3 separate regions of the Mus musculus genome follow, and all the other regions are linked to region 3. A link is a contact called in public HiChIP or PLAC-seq and promoter capture Hi-C data. All regions are on one chromosome and are shown on one strand. The core of a region is the stretch at or near the end of the contact, and the rest is flanking DNA. Distances in the headings are between cores, read along the strand shown. Region 1 holds the start of C130021I20Rik (Riken cDNA C130021I20 gene). Region 2 holds the start of Ttc16 (tetratricopeptide repeat domain 16). Region 3 holds the start of Garnl3 (GTPase activating RANGAP domain-like 3).

Region 1 (4,599 bases), core at 1,804-4,303, 510 kb after region 3:
CAGGCCTACATCATGTTATAGAACCAACAAAAGAAGAATCCTCAAAACCTACCCCAATTCTTGCCCATAGAAAACCCCACCCTACCCCAGCCACCAAAAAGAGCAAGGTGCAAAAAAGCAGTCCCTGACTGGTTCCTAGTTCCCGGGGATACAACAGCAGCCGGCCACCAAGGCCCTCTGCAGGGCTCTGGCCTGCAGCCCCAGTTGTTAGGCCCTAGTCAAAGAGTTTAGCTGCCCCTTTCCAAGCTAGACCCTGGATTTGGAGACCAATACTTTGGCTGCATTTACTGCATGGCACACGTAACCCTGCCTTTTTTCTCCAAGGGCTTTGGCACCCAGAGACCACTCCAGCCCAGAACACCTGAGGAGTCCCATCCAAGAAGCCTTTCTGAACGCCACTTAGAACTTCCCACAGTCTCACGCTTGTCTCTGCAACTTCCCTCCCAAGATTCCCACACCCCTCTTCCCACCAAGGCTCCTCATTGCACCCCAACTCAACCTCCCCCATTGCACTTCCAGGTAGGTCACCAGAAAAGCTCTGCATCTTCTGCGGTCTGTCCCCAGCCTTCAGCCACACAAGTCCACAGTGCCACCCTGCTTAGCATAGAAGCCAGCAGGTAAGGCTCAAACCACACCTCTAGTATCAACCACCCTTTTCCAGCATGCTGCAAGAAAGAAGGCTGTCTGGGCCTGACTCCTTCAGTCAGCCACTTCAACGAAGAGCTGTCTAGGAAGCTGTAGCTTCCTAGACAGATTGATTCTCCAGCTAAGAAAAATTGTAAGGGCAAAATTCCCGTATGGAACGGTTTAGGAAGAAGGACACCCATTTCTCTTTACCAGAGAAGAAAAGTGGCGCAAGGAGCCAGCCAGGGTGGAGATCTCCCGCCTGCATCGCAGCCAGGGTCCAGCACCCACCTCCCTGCTCCAGGAACCCCAGACGCTCTTGAACTGGGGAAACACAGTCAGGCTTGGCTCTCTAAAGCAATGCCTTTCTTGGAAAATATATTCTTGTCCCCACTTCAGGCTTTAGAGGGGCCAAGCCCTCTCCCAGGACAAACATCGTATCGACCGACCAGTCCGCCCCGGGCTTTGTCTTGTACCCCAATTCAGTCACTCTGCGCAGGTTTCCGGGACAACAGATGGCACCTAGGGGCACCCCACCACTGTCGGCTGGAAGGAGATGATTCGCCCCAGCCCGGAGACACGCAGCCCTTTGAGCCATCGGAGCTGCCGGGCCCAGTGGAGCGCAGAGCCGGCCGCAGGGCGGCGTGGGCCCTTCCCGGCAGGGACCGGCCGGGCTGGAGTGCTGGTCCATGGCGGGGAAAGAGAGGAGGGCGAGAGGCGCTTACTGTTGGTAGTCTTGTTTGCAGTACAGTTTCCGATCCCGGAAGTAGCAGCTGGTGGTGAGGGCTTGCTGACATGCCGCGCACTGCAAACACTCCTCGTGCCAGGACGACTCGTTGACTCGCATCAGGAAGCGGTCGGAGATGGGCCGCTGGCAGCCCTCGCAGACGGCGGGATGCGGGCAGTCGGAGCCTGCAGCGCACAGGGCGAGAGCCGGGCCGTCAGCGCCGCTTGGCCCAGCCCCGGAGCGCCTCCCGTCGCCTGAGGACCCCAGCCGGCGAGCCAGAGACCCGGCAGCCCTAGACAGCACGCTCCTTTCCGTAAGCTGGGGCGCCGTGAGGCCGAGGGCCTGCAGCCTTGGCTGGGCGCTGCGCTCTCCCCGCTCGCGGAGATCCAGCGGATGGTGTTATTACCAACGAGAAGGAGCTCCGCGCGGGGTGGCCGGCTGGAACCCAACCAGCGAGGTGAGGCCAGGACACTCGCTGGCTGACACGCCCCACGATGCTGTTGGAACCTTCTACCCCAAGAACCGCGGTTGGGATAGACCCGGGGATAGTTTTCTCTTCTAAAAGCTCCCCTTCCCCAGGTGACCTGGCCTCTCTCCCGGGCTCTAAGGAGACAACTTGGTTCTCCAGCATCCCTGCCACCCGCTTCCCACCCCAGCTCAGTCCAGTGTAGCAGCACTAGAACCCAGACCCGGAGAGGACGGTGTGAGTGACGGCTGAGGCTGTTCAGTCCTCTGTCTAGGTGACGTCCCTGAACGTTTTCCCCTCAGGGAGCTCTGTCTCGGTGTGCTTGTTACCCCTCCGGTGGTCATTCCAGGGGTCCGGACCCCCTCCCCACGTCCTGAAAACCTATTTTCTTTATTCTTTGCCCCTCACGCCGGTATCCACAGCGGCACGACGGACAACCCTACCCCCTGACCCGCACTATTCGAGCGTTGCGACCCAGCACTCACCCAGCAGCACCCCCAGGGTGGCGGGCCCGGGGCGAAGGGCGTGCTCCTCCATCTTGATGCCGTCCAACATCTTGATGCCGTCCAACATCTTGGCGCAGTCCGTCTGCCCGCGAGGGAAGCACCTCTCCAGCGACTCGGGACCTGTTGCTATATCCATGGGACGCCCGGCGCGCTGCGGACCCCGCCGGCTGGGCCGCTCACCCTCCGGCCCGTCCGCCCGCTCCGCTGCAGCCGGGGAGGCGCGGCGCCCGCGGGGTCGGGGCCGCCCGCTGCCCCGGGGCGAGCGTGGAGCGGCGGCGCGCTGGCCCCGGGCCCCGGCGTCGTGCGGGAGGGCCCGGGCGGCTGGCAGCCCCGCGCGCCGCTCTCTACCGGCTACTCGCAGCCACGCGCACTCGCTGCTCGCCTGTCACCTGCTTGTCAGCCCCGGGTCCCGGCTGCAGCAGCGGGCGGCACGCGGAGCCGCCCGGAGGAGTAGGAGGAGGCGGCGGCGGCGGCGGCGGGCGGGGGAGGGGGCGGGGGTGCAGGGGCGGCCCCGCGGGCTGGGGGGGCGCGGGCGTCGCAGCAGGGTCCCGGGCGGGGCGCAGCAGGCCGCGGGGCTCCAGGCGCGCTCCCCGCACTACTCCAGTGCCATGGTGCGCCCGAGGAGCCGCTCGGTTTAGAGCTGGGGCTGGCGGCGGAGGGATACTCCGGCCCCGAGCCGCCTCACCCCTCCTCAAACTTCCTGACATTTGAACTCATTGGTGCGCCTCGTATCACTGCGCCGGGATGAGCCGGCTGCTCCACGTCAAATAGTGCCGTCGCCTCCCCCCCTCCCTGCGGGAGGGCTCCCTTAGCCCCCGTCCTGCACCCCGTGCCGCGCCCTGAATCCAGGCGACCATCCTGTCCACCATTGGCAGAAGTTTGGTTAGCCATCGAAACAAATCCTGTGCCCCACCCCTCTTGAAAAATTGATTTGGGAGTTGGGGAAATCAGGCTTTCTTTTTTTTCTTTCTTGCCTTTTTTATTATTAATATTTTTGTTGTTTTTTTTTTAAGCTCCAGCGCTCAGAGGAGTGGCCCCAAGCGAGGCCAGACTGTGAGGACGGCGGGGAACGCAGCGACTTCTCCAGGGGACAGCGCCAGGCGGGAGCGGCTGGCCCAAACCCGGACTCGTAGTCTAAGGTAGGTCGCAGGGTCTGAGTTGGTGTCCCCTCGGGAGGCGGGGCCTGCACCGGACAGCCTGGTGTGCTGAGAGGGCTCCTAGGGTCGAGGGATGGGGAACATCAAATGTAAGCAAGAACCGCTGGCCCCGGACTCGCCAAAGGGAACCCTGACCTGGGGAGGGGGTGTAAGGGCTGTAGTTTGAGTAAGTAGTCCCAAAAAGCCCAGGCCTGGCAGAAATAGGGCGGGGGAATGAGTTGAGGGGGCTCTCATAGCCAGAATGGGAGATCTTGGGTGAAAGAGGACGGTCAGGCCCGGGTTGAGACCAAGAGAGTGTTAAGAGGGTCAACAGGGCTCGGAAAGATATCTTGTTCCCGGCCGGGGTCAGTGGGCGAAGGCTGGGCCTCCCAAGGCTTGGAGTATGAGGGGCAGGTAAGAAGTGGTGTCCTCAAGATCTAGGGGTGGAGGCCTGGAACGGCATGGGTACAGTCGTTCTAAGGAAATCTGTGTGACCTCTGAAATCGGTGCCCTTTCATTGTGGCTAAGGGACCTGGCCAGGGTTAGAGACTGAGCGCTGGCCACCCTTGGCAAAGTGGGCCTCGACAGCGGGCAACGCAAGGCCAGCGGCACGCAGCTGGAGACTCCTGGGTGCATCCGGCCAGACATCCGCGAGAAAACTAGAAGACGTCGCATCGGGAAACAGGGTACCTTCGGCCCCACCACTCCCGCGCGGGTTTCGTCCTGGAATAGCAGGAGGGATGGTGCGGTCCCAGGGCAGGAGTTAACAGCCCCTGCGAGCTGCTGCTGGGCGGCCCTGGCCCCTCCGGCTGTGGAGCAGCGGCGCGAAGCCGGGAGGGGATGGAGGGCTCGGAGGGCGGGTCCCCTGACCCCGCTAGAGGCGAGAGGGCGGATCAGATTTGGAGCCTGAGGGAGGCTTGGTCAGAAGTGGCCCCCTGTGCTGGGGGGGCCCCCCGGAGGGGCCCGGCTTTGTGGAGGATTAGCGGTCACCGCCCCACCCCAGTACCTGCGTGTGTGTCGGTGGGTATCGGAGTGTGTCTGTGTGTGTCCGCGCTCCCGCCTCGCGGAAGCTATTGAGAACGTGTGCACCCGTATTCCTGTGCACATACATTTTGTGTTTGTGTGTCCTTACGTCTTTCC
Region 2 (4,580 bases), core at 1,029-3,528, 350 kb before region 3:
AACCCACCCAAATCGAATTTAAAATTTAGTTCAGTCATACTTGCCACACTGTAAGGACTCAACATTTCCATGTGGCCAGTGGTGACCCTATTGGATAGTGTGGGTAGGTCAGAGCCTTACTGCAGAAGTTCTAGACACCTCCAGCTAAATTAATAAATCAGCGATGGGGGCAGCTGGTGTAAACAGGTGCACAGACCGGGAGTCCCCAAGAACTCAGATCCTATCCCAGGAAGGCTCCCTGTAGGTGAAGGGCAAGCCAGTAGCTGGGGATAAGGTGAGAAGTCCCCTGCGGGTGGGGCAGCTGAGGCACCTGTAGGTAGAGCACAAAGGCCAGCCGGTTCAGGTACTTGTTATTCCCTGGGTCATAGGAGTAGGCCCTGCGGAGGTTCTGGAGGGCAGAGGAGAAGTCACAGAGTTGGATGAAGGCCTCAGCACGGAATACATAGAAGTCTACCTAAAGGCAAAGAGACCCTGGCTGTTATTTCCTCTCCAACTTCTTCCCTTCCAGGTGGTTCCAGAATCTGATGGTCCTGGGAGGAAGGGCTAAGCAGGTTTGACAGTGACAGGGGGTGGGGGACTTATGCCCAGCCAGTTGCTCCCTGGGGACCACTCTGACTCTCCTCTTACCAGTTTGGGGTCCAGGTGGAGGGCACGGGAGAAGAACAGCACAGACATCTCCCAGTCCTCTTGTAGGAGGCACTGATGGCCTTGGTTATAGCTGTGAGGACAGGACAGGACAGGACAGGACAGGCAGTGGATCTGGTATTGATCTGGGACCAGCCCAGGACCTTCTCAGGGCTAGAATGGGGTATGCAGGAGGGAGGGCTGAGGTAAAGAGGCTGCAAAAGCCATCAGAGCTCCACAGAGGCCAGGCTGACCTTCCTGGAGCTCTTCCAGGGCATCAGCCCCTTATCCCTCTACCCTCGCTGTTCACTGAGACCCAGAGAGGGATAGCAGCCAGCTTGCAGCTGAACCCAGTATTAATAATGGTTTTGTAGAGTAGGAACCTGGAGTTGGAGACAAAGAAGTCACTCACTACTCTCTGACTTTGGCAGGCACTGTTGATCCTATCATCCTTCGTTTTGTAGGATCTGTCATAACATAGAACACATGACTGGTCCCAAAGATGCGTCGCAGGATCTTCTCTGGGGCTTCAGGAACCTTTAGCTTTGGAGTTTTCTGGGAACGGGCACTGTGAGGCTCCTGGAACCAAGCCAGGGGCAGTAAGCTCAGAAGGCCTCAGGAACACTTCCCCCAGGAGCTTTGCCTACTGGAAGAGGTGTGAAGAGGCCTCCTGGTAGAAGGCACACCTAGTCTGGGGTTCAACAGTCCCCCAGGGCTCCAACATTTCTCTAGCCCTGCCTCTCTCCCTGTCCTGTGGTCAAGGTCAAGGAACCACTGCACCCTCTGCTCTCCTCTTGGGCTTTGTCTGCTCTCACCTTGTGCTCTAGCTGCTCATCGTTTTCAGACCCTGCTGCACAAGGTTCCTTGTGACTCCCGCCCTGGGATTCTCACACTCGTCAGGTCACATTGAGCAAGCACTTCACCTGACTTCTTCCCAGGGCTTCTCACCTCTGTGTGATCACCCTTCCCATAGTCACCAGAATCGGGGAACCTATGTCTCATCAGTCCTCAAGTTCTGTGTTTCACTCCTCAAAATCTCTCCACTTGGGCTGGGCACGGTAGTGCATACCTTTAATAACCCCGTTCTAGAGCTAGAGGCAGATGGAGTTCTCTGAGTCTATAAAACAAACAAACAAAACCCCAAAACGTTAAAACAACAACAACCCCCCCAAAAAATCTCTCTGCCCTCTCTCTCCCTTAGGACTGGGAGGCCAGTCACCCTTCTCCCCTACCACACTACAAATGATGACCTCTGACCTCTCCCAGTTCCCCTGAAGGGCTTGACTGGCTCTTCCTCAAGCCCTTCTTGCGGCCCCGACCTCTGCCTCAGCTTTCCCCTTCTCAGCCCTCACCTTGCTTCTGTCTGTCATGGCCAGGTTTCTAGGCTAACTTCTGGGCTAAGCATACTCTGAGGTTCCCTAGCTCCGTTGTTGCTAGGCACCAGGTCCACGATGTCCATAGGCCCCGCCCACTTGGCCCCGCCTCCGAGAGTCACTAGAAACTCAGCAAGGCAAGCCAAGGCCTAAGTCAAGGAAAGAACCTATGGGCAGTGCACGCCGACGCGGGCCAGGGTAGAAACTTAACGAGGTACCAGCCCTCGAGCAAAGGCCGAGCAAAGGCTGAGCCATACAGGGTGACGCGTCGCGGAGGAATGCACCCAGACACTCGCCCGGGCCCGCGATCCACCCACTTCCGCCCCGCAGAGACATGGCGGACGCCAAACCCAGCCTGGATTGGGCGTCGCTGGACATGTCGTGATGCTATTGGCTTAGGGATGCCTGACGTCAAGGGGCGGGGTCCTGGCTGTGAATGGGAGTCGGCACGTTGAAGTCCGGTCTTTTTAGTCCAGGGATGCGGCGGAGTTGGGCCTTGAGCCGGCAGGTTTCCGAGGCTCGGTTCCCCGGGAAGCGGTGGCTGGTGAGTGGGGCGTGGGTGGCTACACAGGGACGCGGGGCTTGGCTCCGCAGCTACGCTTACATTTAAGTGTATGCGTTGTATGCATGTGCCCTGTGGCTGTCAGAGGGCAACTTAGGAGAGGGTTCTTTCCACCATGTGGGTTCTGGGGATCGAACCCAGGTTGTCAGGGTTAGCAGCAACCTTACCTTCGGAACCATCTTTTCGGGATAGTTGTCCCTTTTTCTACTTAGTCAAATAGGCGCAATACTAACTGGCTCCAAACTTTTAGTTTTGCTCTTGCACCAGGGAGCGGCATCCTCTGGCTGGTGGGGCCTCCAGGAGTTCCCAGACCCTTAAGTGCTCCTTCCCAATACTGTCGCTTCTGTTTCCTGGTCAATGTTTTGGGTCCTGAGTGAGTGTTGCCTACAGGTGGCTGGCCTGGGGAACCACGGAATGCCCGGCACCCGGCACAGTGTGGGCATGGCGGTGCTGGGGCAAATAGCAAGGCGACTGGGAGTGGCGGAGAATTGGACTCGTGACTCGCGCTGTGCTGCTGACCTCGCCCTGGCCCCGCTCGGGGATGCTCAGCTGGTACTGCTCCGGCCGCGGCGCCTCATGAACGTCAACGGGCGCAGCGTAGCCCGAGCTGGTGAGTTGTAGGTTTCATGGATAAGAGGGCACAGGGACCAGAGAGAGGGTTCAATTGTGACAAGTGCCTGGTGAGCCCCAATTACTACAGTGAAGGCTTGGGGAAGCCTGTTTACATATGGGGGTTGTTGTGACCCCTCTGAGCAGATATGCAGTAACTAGAGTGTTGTTTCCCTGTGCCAAGCGGAGCTGTTTGGGCTGACTGCGGAGGAGATCTATCTGGTCCATGATGAACTGGACAAGCCGTTGGGAAAGCTGGCTCTGAAGCTGGGGGGCAGCGCAAGGTGAGGCTCTTATGTGCGTAGGTTTGGGTAGGGATGCTGGCCTCTGTTGGAGTGGAGTAAGATTGTTGAGACTATCTATCTCGATAGGCTGGGCTGCTCTGAAGAAGGCCTGGGCAAGGGAATGGAGGAAGGGCACTGCCTCAGAAAGTACTAACTGCTCTTCATATCCCCTCAAGGGGCCATAATGGAGTCCGTTCCTGCATTAGCTGTCTGAACTCCAATGTGAGTCTACCCTTCTGCCCTGCCCTGGGTGGGGGTGGCTAGCATTGACATTGTATCTCACCAATGCATCCTCATTCCCCTGGGACCCTACAGGCAATGCCAAGGCTGCTGGTGGGCATCGGGCGCCCCACACACCCTAATATGGTGGAGAACCATGTCCTGGGCTGTTTCTCCCCGGAGGAGCAGGAGCTACTGTCCCCATTGATGGATCAGGCCACTGACCTGCTCCTGGACCACATCCGTGCTCGAAGCCAGGGACCATTGTCAGGCCTCTAATACCAGTGGATATATCTACCTGTTTGACTGCCTGCCGGTGCCATGAAGCCAAGACAGGGCCACAGAACTGCAATGACACAGTGGTACCCAATGTTTATATAACTTCCCTGGGTTTCCCCAGGCTACTTGCAGATTCAAGGAGGGACTGTGGCCACATCAGTCTGTTTCTGCAGCAGCTTGGTCTCCCCGTTCGCTATTTGCGGTGTAGGAAAGGTCTAGGAAGGGTAAACTTTCTGAACCTTTTGAGAGCTCCAGATGGGTAGATCTGCAAGATTAAAGATACGAACTTGAAATTGGAAGCTTCCTGTGGGGTTAGGCACCAGTGGGTAGGGACAAGAGGGTCTGGCAAACCCTATTCCTAAGGGATCATGGGTATAATGCTTTAGCCTTTTTCCATTGGGTCATTTTCTAGGTGGGGAGGAGCAAAGAGATTCCACCATATCCCTGAGGCTACCCAACTATAGCCTGGCAGAACCAGGGACAGCTGTCAGCTTGCTGTGCCTAGGGTTCCTGGCACCCCTACCTCATTCGTGTTCTGGCAGATCCCCATTCGGGTGATATAGGAGAGGGGCCTGAGATCCTGGGGTTTGAGTGGGATGCGGACCGGACGTCGAGGCACCAGCCCAAGAT
Region 3 (4,829 bases), core at 362-2,861:
AGAACCATTCCTTCATGTCCGGAAGTTCTGTAGCAGCACTGTCCTAAGCAGGCTGCCTCAGACCTGAGAGATTCTCTTTGCTCCAGTCTCTTGGTATACCTCTTCCTATTCTTCATGCTCAAGCCATAGAGATTGTTAGCTGCCTGGGTCTCCTATGGAAGGGAAATGTTCCACTCAGGTCACCACACAAATATTTAGAACCTTCTTGGCAGATGCCCAGGTGCTGATCACACAAAGCTAAGCCTAGAGTTCAAGAAAGACTTTCAAAAAGAATTGATGAGCAGTTCTACAGCCTGAGGGAGGAGTGCCCAAGCCCTTCAGGCTCTGTGATGGGCCAGGCTTGAGGCAGCTGTGGTGATGGGGAAGAGGCTAGGGCAGCGGCTAGAGCAGCCTTGATATCTGTCCTTACCACACAGCATCAGAACTGCTGGAGCAGTGTGTCAAGGACTGAGTCTGAGAAAGGCCAATTAAGGGCATCACACCTTCCTTTAAGGATCTTGGCTGGTTTGCTTTGTGCCTTAGCAAATGAACTCTCTTTTCCACCTCAGTGGAGGTTAGAGTCCTACATCTTTTTTCTCTTCCTCGTCCCTACCCATGCTATGGCAATTAAAAACTCAGGGGTGCAGGCAGCAGTAGGCTAGGAGGAAGGGGGTTGGCTTCAGGATACCCTCCCTAAGGCCATTATTACAGAATACTGATGAAAATCTGGCCCAGATGGTGGTGCTGGAGTCATTCTGAAAGGAATGAGTCCACCTGGAAGCAGGACCCATTTCAAGTTACAAGGAATTCCTTGGAGGTGGGAGTAAGCCGGGGATAGGCATGGGCAAGAGCCGCAAAGGGAAGGGCGTGTCCGGCAGCAGCCAAGCTTCACCTACGGCCAGGCTGGTTCCTCAGGAGGGCGCCAGTTAAGGAAGGTAAGTCCGGGAGGGGCACGGACAACCTGGGAAAGAGAAAGGACCTAGGAACTATGCAGGGTGCCCCCCACCCCAACCACAGATGGGCGGGGCCATAGGCAGCAGGTGGCCAGGCACTTGGGGTGCGAGGATGGATTATAGAAAGCAAGAGAAGCCTAAAGGGTGTCCTTTTGGGGGCTTAGGGGTTCCGACCTTGTCCTTGAGCATTTAGAAGCAGGCAGGTCGCGTTCTCCACAGCCCAAGACCTCCCTGAGCCGTAGTGTGCAGGGCCTGTCACAGGGCCGAGGCTTCGGACGTCCACATCATCTGCCGGCCGGACACAGGTCTCTAGCCCTCCCGCTGGGCACTCCCTCAGCGTGGCCCGGCCGCTCTACTGGGCTCTGCGCCGACTCCCTCCCACGCCGCGGCCTCGCCACACTCTGTCCCCTCACACCGCCAACCCCCACGTGGCCTACTCCCCTCTCCCACCCCTAGAGGCTGCACCCCTCCGGGGCAACGGTACCTGGGACTCTCAAAGCTGCACCCCCTGCGCCGCAGCGCCGCCCTCTTCTGCCGCAGGAGCGCAGCGGCAGCCCCGCCGGGTTCCTGCTCCATCGCCCCGGGCGGGGGCCGACGGCTCGGGCACACTCGGGTGGGCTCGGGCCTCGGCGGTGTTCGGCCGGACGCTCAGCTAGCGCGCCGCAGCCCACGCCCCGCCCCGCACCCCTCACCGGACCCAAGCCCCGCCTCTGTCCCGCCCCAAACTCCAGCCCAGCCTGGGACCTCAGGCCCCGCCCCGAACTCCAGCCTAACCACGCCCTCAGACTATTCGCGGGGTCCAAGCCCCGCCCCTACTCTAATCAGGTCCCTTGAACACGCCTGAGGCTTTAGGCCCCGCCCCTACTCTAACGGCCTAACCACGCCTCTGGCTTTAGGCCTCACCTCTGCCCCGCCCCCATTCTAGCAGGTACGCCTCTTCCGAACCTCTGGCTTTAAGCCCTGCCCCTAGCCTAGCGAAGTTTGCCTCATCTCTCCGGAGCTAGTCTCCGGAACCTCCCTGATCTCCTACCGAATCCACTCCCTTTGGTCCTTTTTGAGGCCTTGGCCCTCCCCCTGCCTCGCCCCTAATCTAGAAGATCCTCCCTCACCACTCAGCTGGGTTTAGGCCCCGCCCCCTCACCGCCCCAACCCAGTCTATTTGAATTAGGTTCAGGTCCCGCCCCTGTCCGCCTTTGCCCCGCCCCAATCACGCAGATCTCCTCTCAGCTCTGCTCAGGCTCCACCCGTGCCCCGCCCCAAGTACCAAGCCTTACCTATCAGTGGGCTCAGGCCCCACCCCAAACCCTTATCCAGTCAGTCCCTTTGCCCTTCAGCTTTGCCAAGGGCCCGCCCCATCTCTTAGCCAAACCCACCTCACTCCCTAGTCTGGGCACAGGCCACGCCCCGAGCTAACGATCTCCGTTTCTCCGGCCCTTCTCAGACCAGTGCAGGCCCCACCCTGCCTCTACACCAGCTCCAGCCACGCCCCTCCTGAACTGGCCTCACCAAGATCTTCTACCCGCGCTCCCTCCGTTCTTCTGTGTAGCGCACGCAGGCTCCCAATGCCCACTGGATCCTCAACTTCGTCGGGTCCACGGCCCATCACTCCCGCTCCTTACCATTCCCACAGATCTAGGCCCTTCCCACCTACCCCTCCAGCACAGAGCGCTCTATCGGCCCGCCGCTCCACAGCTCCGATTGCTGGATTCTCTGCTGACCCTCCTCACCTCAGCACCTCTTGGTCCTTTCTATCGTAGCACCGCCTTCTTTTGGGGGCCGCCTTTCTCCACATCCCGCCCACAGGCATGGCCCCCAACCCCGGAGCTCCGCCTCTTTTCTCTTGAAGCTGAGGTCTGTACTTAGAGCAATTTTGTTCTCTCGTCCCTTGGCTATTCCACCCCAAGAGCCCTCTAGCTTCCCCGCCTACAAGTCCCGCCTATCTAGCCCCGCCCATGTCGCCTCTTTCTCACTTCAGGAGTGCCTGGATGGTGCGGGTCTTCCTGCCTGAACTGGGGTCCACCATGAGGTTTGCGCTACCTCAGGATCTAACCAGTCAGCAAAAGGAGGTACTACTGTCTCCTGGTGGCTGTTTGTGGTCTGACACAGTGAGGCTGAGGGGAGCTTTGGTTGTCTACCAGTTGTGGGTTCAGGTTTTCATTCATAACCTTCCAATTTTGTGACAGCTCTAACCTCCACCCCTCATTTCCTCCCCGAGTCGGATGCATCATCTGAGTTCTGTAACATTGCACTGTAGTTGGGTGTGGAAATTCATCTGAGTTTAAGTAAGGATGGCTTTGCCATCTATTTCTAGTTCAGTTTCTGTTGCTGTGATCAAAAGCACCTTAGGGAAGAAAGCCTTTATTTGTCTTACAGGCTACAGCCCATCATCTGGGAAGTCAGAGCAGGAGCTCAATGTCCCAAGCAGAAACTGAGGTCTGTACTTGGAGCAATTCTGCGTCTCTTGTCCCTTGGCTATTCAGCCCCAAGAGCCCTTTAGCTTCCCCTGCCCTACACAAGCCCCGCCCACGTTGCCTCTTCCTCACTTCAGGGGTGCCTGGATGATGCGGGTCTTCCTGGCTGAAGCGGAGTCCACAACGAGGTACAACAGTTTGGAGCTGGAAGGGTGAGGAACTCAAGAACTGAATCAGCACTTAACAGATTTTCCTCTGGCTTGCTCACCTTCTTTTCTTATCTAGCCAAGTACCACCTGCCCGGGATACTACCACCTACAGTGGGCTTAGATCCTTCACAGCACCCCACCACCACTACCAAAAGCCCTCACAGACCTGTCTACAGGCTAATCTGATGGAGGAAGCTGCTCAATTGAGAGTTCCTCTTCCCAGGTAAAGTGTAGGTGTGTGCTAATTTGTGCAGCAGGGCTCTTTCACTGCGATCACAAGGTTCTGGTCTCATTCAAGCAGAGACAGGAGCAAGAATGGGTGTGTATGCCTGGGAGCTGCCACTGAGATCCCCAATCTACTCTAGTTCCTGCGCTCCTGCTCGCTGGCGCTTGCTCTCTCTCTGCCTCCCTCCCTCCCTTACTCCCTCCCTCGCTTTCTCCCTCTCTCCTTTACCTCTAATCAAACTGGAGTGGGTTTGCTTTATGCATCATGACTTCCTCCTGACAGATCTTTTCAGATTATCACCTTGACTGGAACTCTCCCTCAGTAATCTCGGGTTGCCTGCTTTTCCCCATGTGCATCCTGTCCTCTCTGTCTCCCTGACCCCCCTCCCCCCACTCCTACAGCCTCCTTAATGTTCTGCGACTTCTGATCTGAAAACTCTCAAGGCCCCCTGTCTTCTTAGGTATCCCCAGACCCTCTGCCTTCCTCTCCAAGAGATCCACAATATTGTCCCTGTTCTTTCCCTATATATTTACATCCTAGTTACTCTCAGCAGAGCCCTGGGCTCCTCCAGGCATGTAGCACAGCAGCTGCCTGTCAAATTGACTGCATGTGACACTAATAAATAGAACGATATTCATTGGAAAACACATTTAATTTCAAAGTAAACAAAGATGTCTGTACATTAAAGTATTTAATTAGTGAAACAATTATTATCAGTGTAACAAGCTGAAAAATACAGCAACTTGATACAAGACTGAGGTAACAAAATACTTCACCAAAAATCTAAAGACTCCCAAGGAGGGATGATGTTCAGTGGTTATTGCAGATGAGACAATTTACAAATGTTAGAGAAAAGTCCTCACACAACTGCATGCAGGGTCTGCTGGGAAAAAAAGACAGCTTAAGGGGGGGGGTGCAGCAGATTGAACAAGAAACAAAGTAAGATGTGAAAACTCATTTTCAGTTTACTTGGAAGAACATGTAAGAAATTGAAAACTACTCTTTATACAACATTTTGAATGCTAAGTGGGAAACCATGCATTTTGGCACA

What was found. Promoter capture Hi-C pulls out the DNA fragments that hold promoters and counts their contacts. HiChIP or PLAC-seq counts read pairs in DNA pulled down with a chosen protein or histone mark.
Region 1: a contact with region 3 is called in an H3K4me3 HiChIP or PLAC-seq map of embryonic stem cells, with 8 read pairs. The contact joins the promoter of C130021I20Rik here to the promoter of Garnl3 in region 3. A contact is called at or near these places in 1 of 39 promoter capture datasets (the 3T3-L1 cell line) and 2 of 115 datasets of contacts at active chromatin or transcription factors (bone marrow-derived macrophages and embryonic stem cells).
Region 2: a contact with region 3 is called in a promoter capture Hi-C map of pre-B cells, with 4 times the contacts expected there. The contact joins the promoter of Ttc16 here to the promoter of Garnl3 in region 3. A contact is called at or near these places in 8 of 39 promoter capture datasets (the 3T3-L1 cell line, 3T3-L1-derived adipocytes, embryonic stem cells and 4 more) and 4 of 484 Hi-C or Micro-C datasets (CD8 T cells, cardiomyocytes, cerebellum and 1 more).

Annotation. Positions count from the first base shown.
Region 1 is chr2:33,638,140-33,642,738 of GRCm38.p6, forward strand. C130021I20Rik (Riken cDNA C130021I20 gene) reads left to right here and starts at 3,054. Exons shown (of 3, transcript NR_046275.1): 1 at 3,054-3,205; 2 at 3,337-3,462; 3 at 3,988-4,599. Lmx1b (LIM homeobox transcription factor 1 beta) reads right to left here and starts at 2,959. Exons shown (of 8, transcript NM_010725.3): 1 at 2,303-2,959; 2 at 1,350-1,536. The coding sequence starts at 2,459. It overlaps Gm39790 (a long non-coding RNA gene), which reads left to right and starts at 1,522. Exons shown (of 3, transcript XR_866136.3): 1 at 1,522-1,808; 2 at 1,931-2,091; 3 at 2,240-2,332.
Region 2 is chr2:32,773,355-32,777,934 of GRCm38.p6, forward strand. Ttc16 (tetratricopeptide repeat domain 16) reads right to left here and starts at 2,279. Exons shown (of 15, transcript NM_177384.3): 1 at 1,977-2,279; 2 at 1,694-1,741; 3 at 1,037-1,203; 4 at 628-718; 5 at 311-454. The coding sequence starts at 1,994. Ptrh1 (peptidyl-tRNA hydrolase 1 homolog) reads left to right here and starts at 2,467. Exons shown (of 5, transcript NM_178595.3): 1 at 2,467-2,541; 2 at 2,950-3,169; 3 at 3,353-3,452; 4 at 3,629-3,674; 5 at 3,768-4,239. The coding sequence starts at 2,476. The coding sequence ends at 3,950. Cfap157 (cilia and flagella associated protein 157) reads right to left here. Exons shown (of 9, transcript NM_025619.1): 8 at 4,474-4,580; 9 at 4,059-4,215. The coding sequence ends at 4,144.
Region 3 is chr2:33,129,008-33,133,836 of GRCm38.p6, forward strand. It overlaps Garnl3 (GTPase activating RANGAP domain-like 3), which reads right to left and starts at 1,612. Exons shown (of 30, transcript NM_001355200.1): 1 at 1,417-1,612. The coding sequence starts at 1,508. It overlaps Ralgps1 (Ral GEF with PH domain and SH3 binding motif 1), which reads right to left. Exons shown (of 20, transcript NM_175211.5): 20 at 4,412-4,829.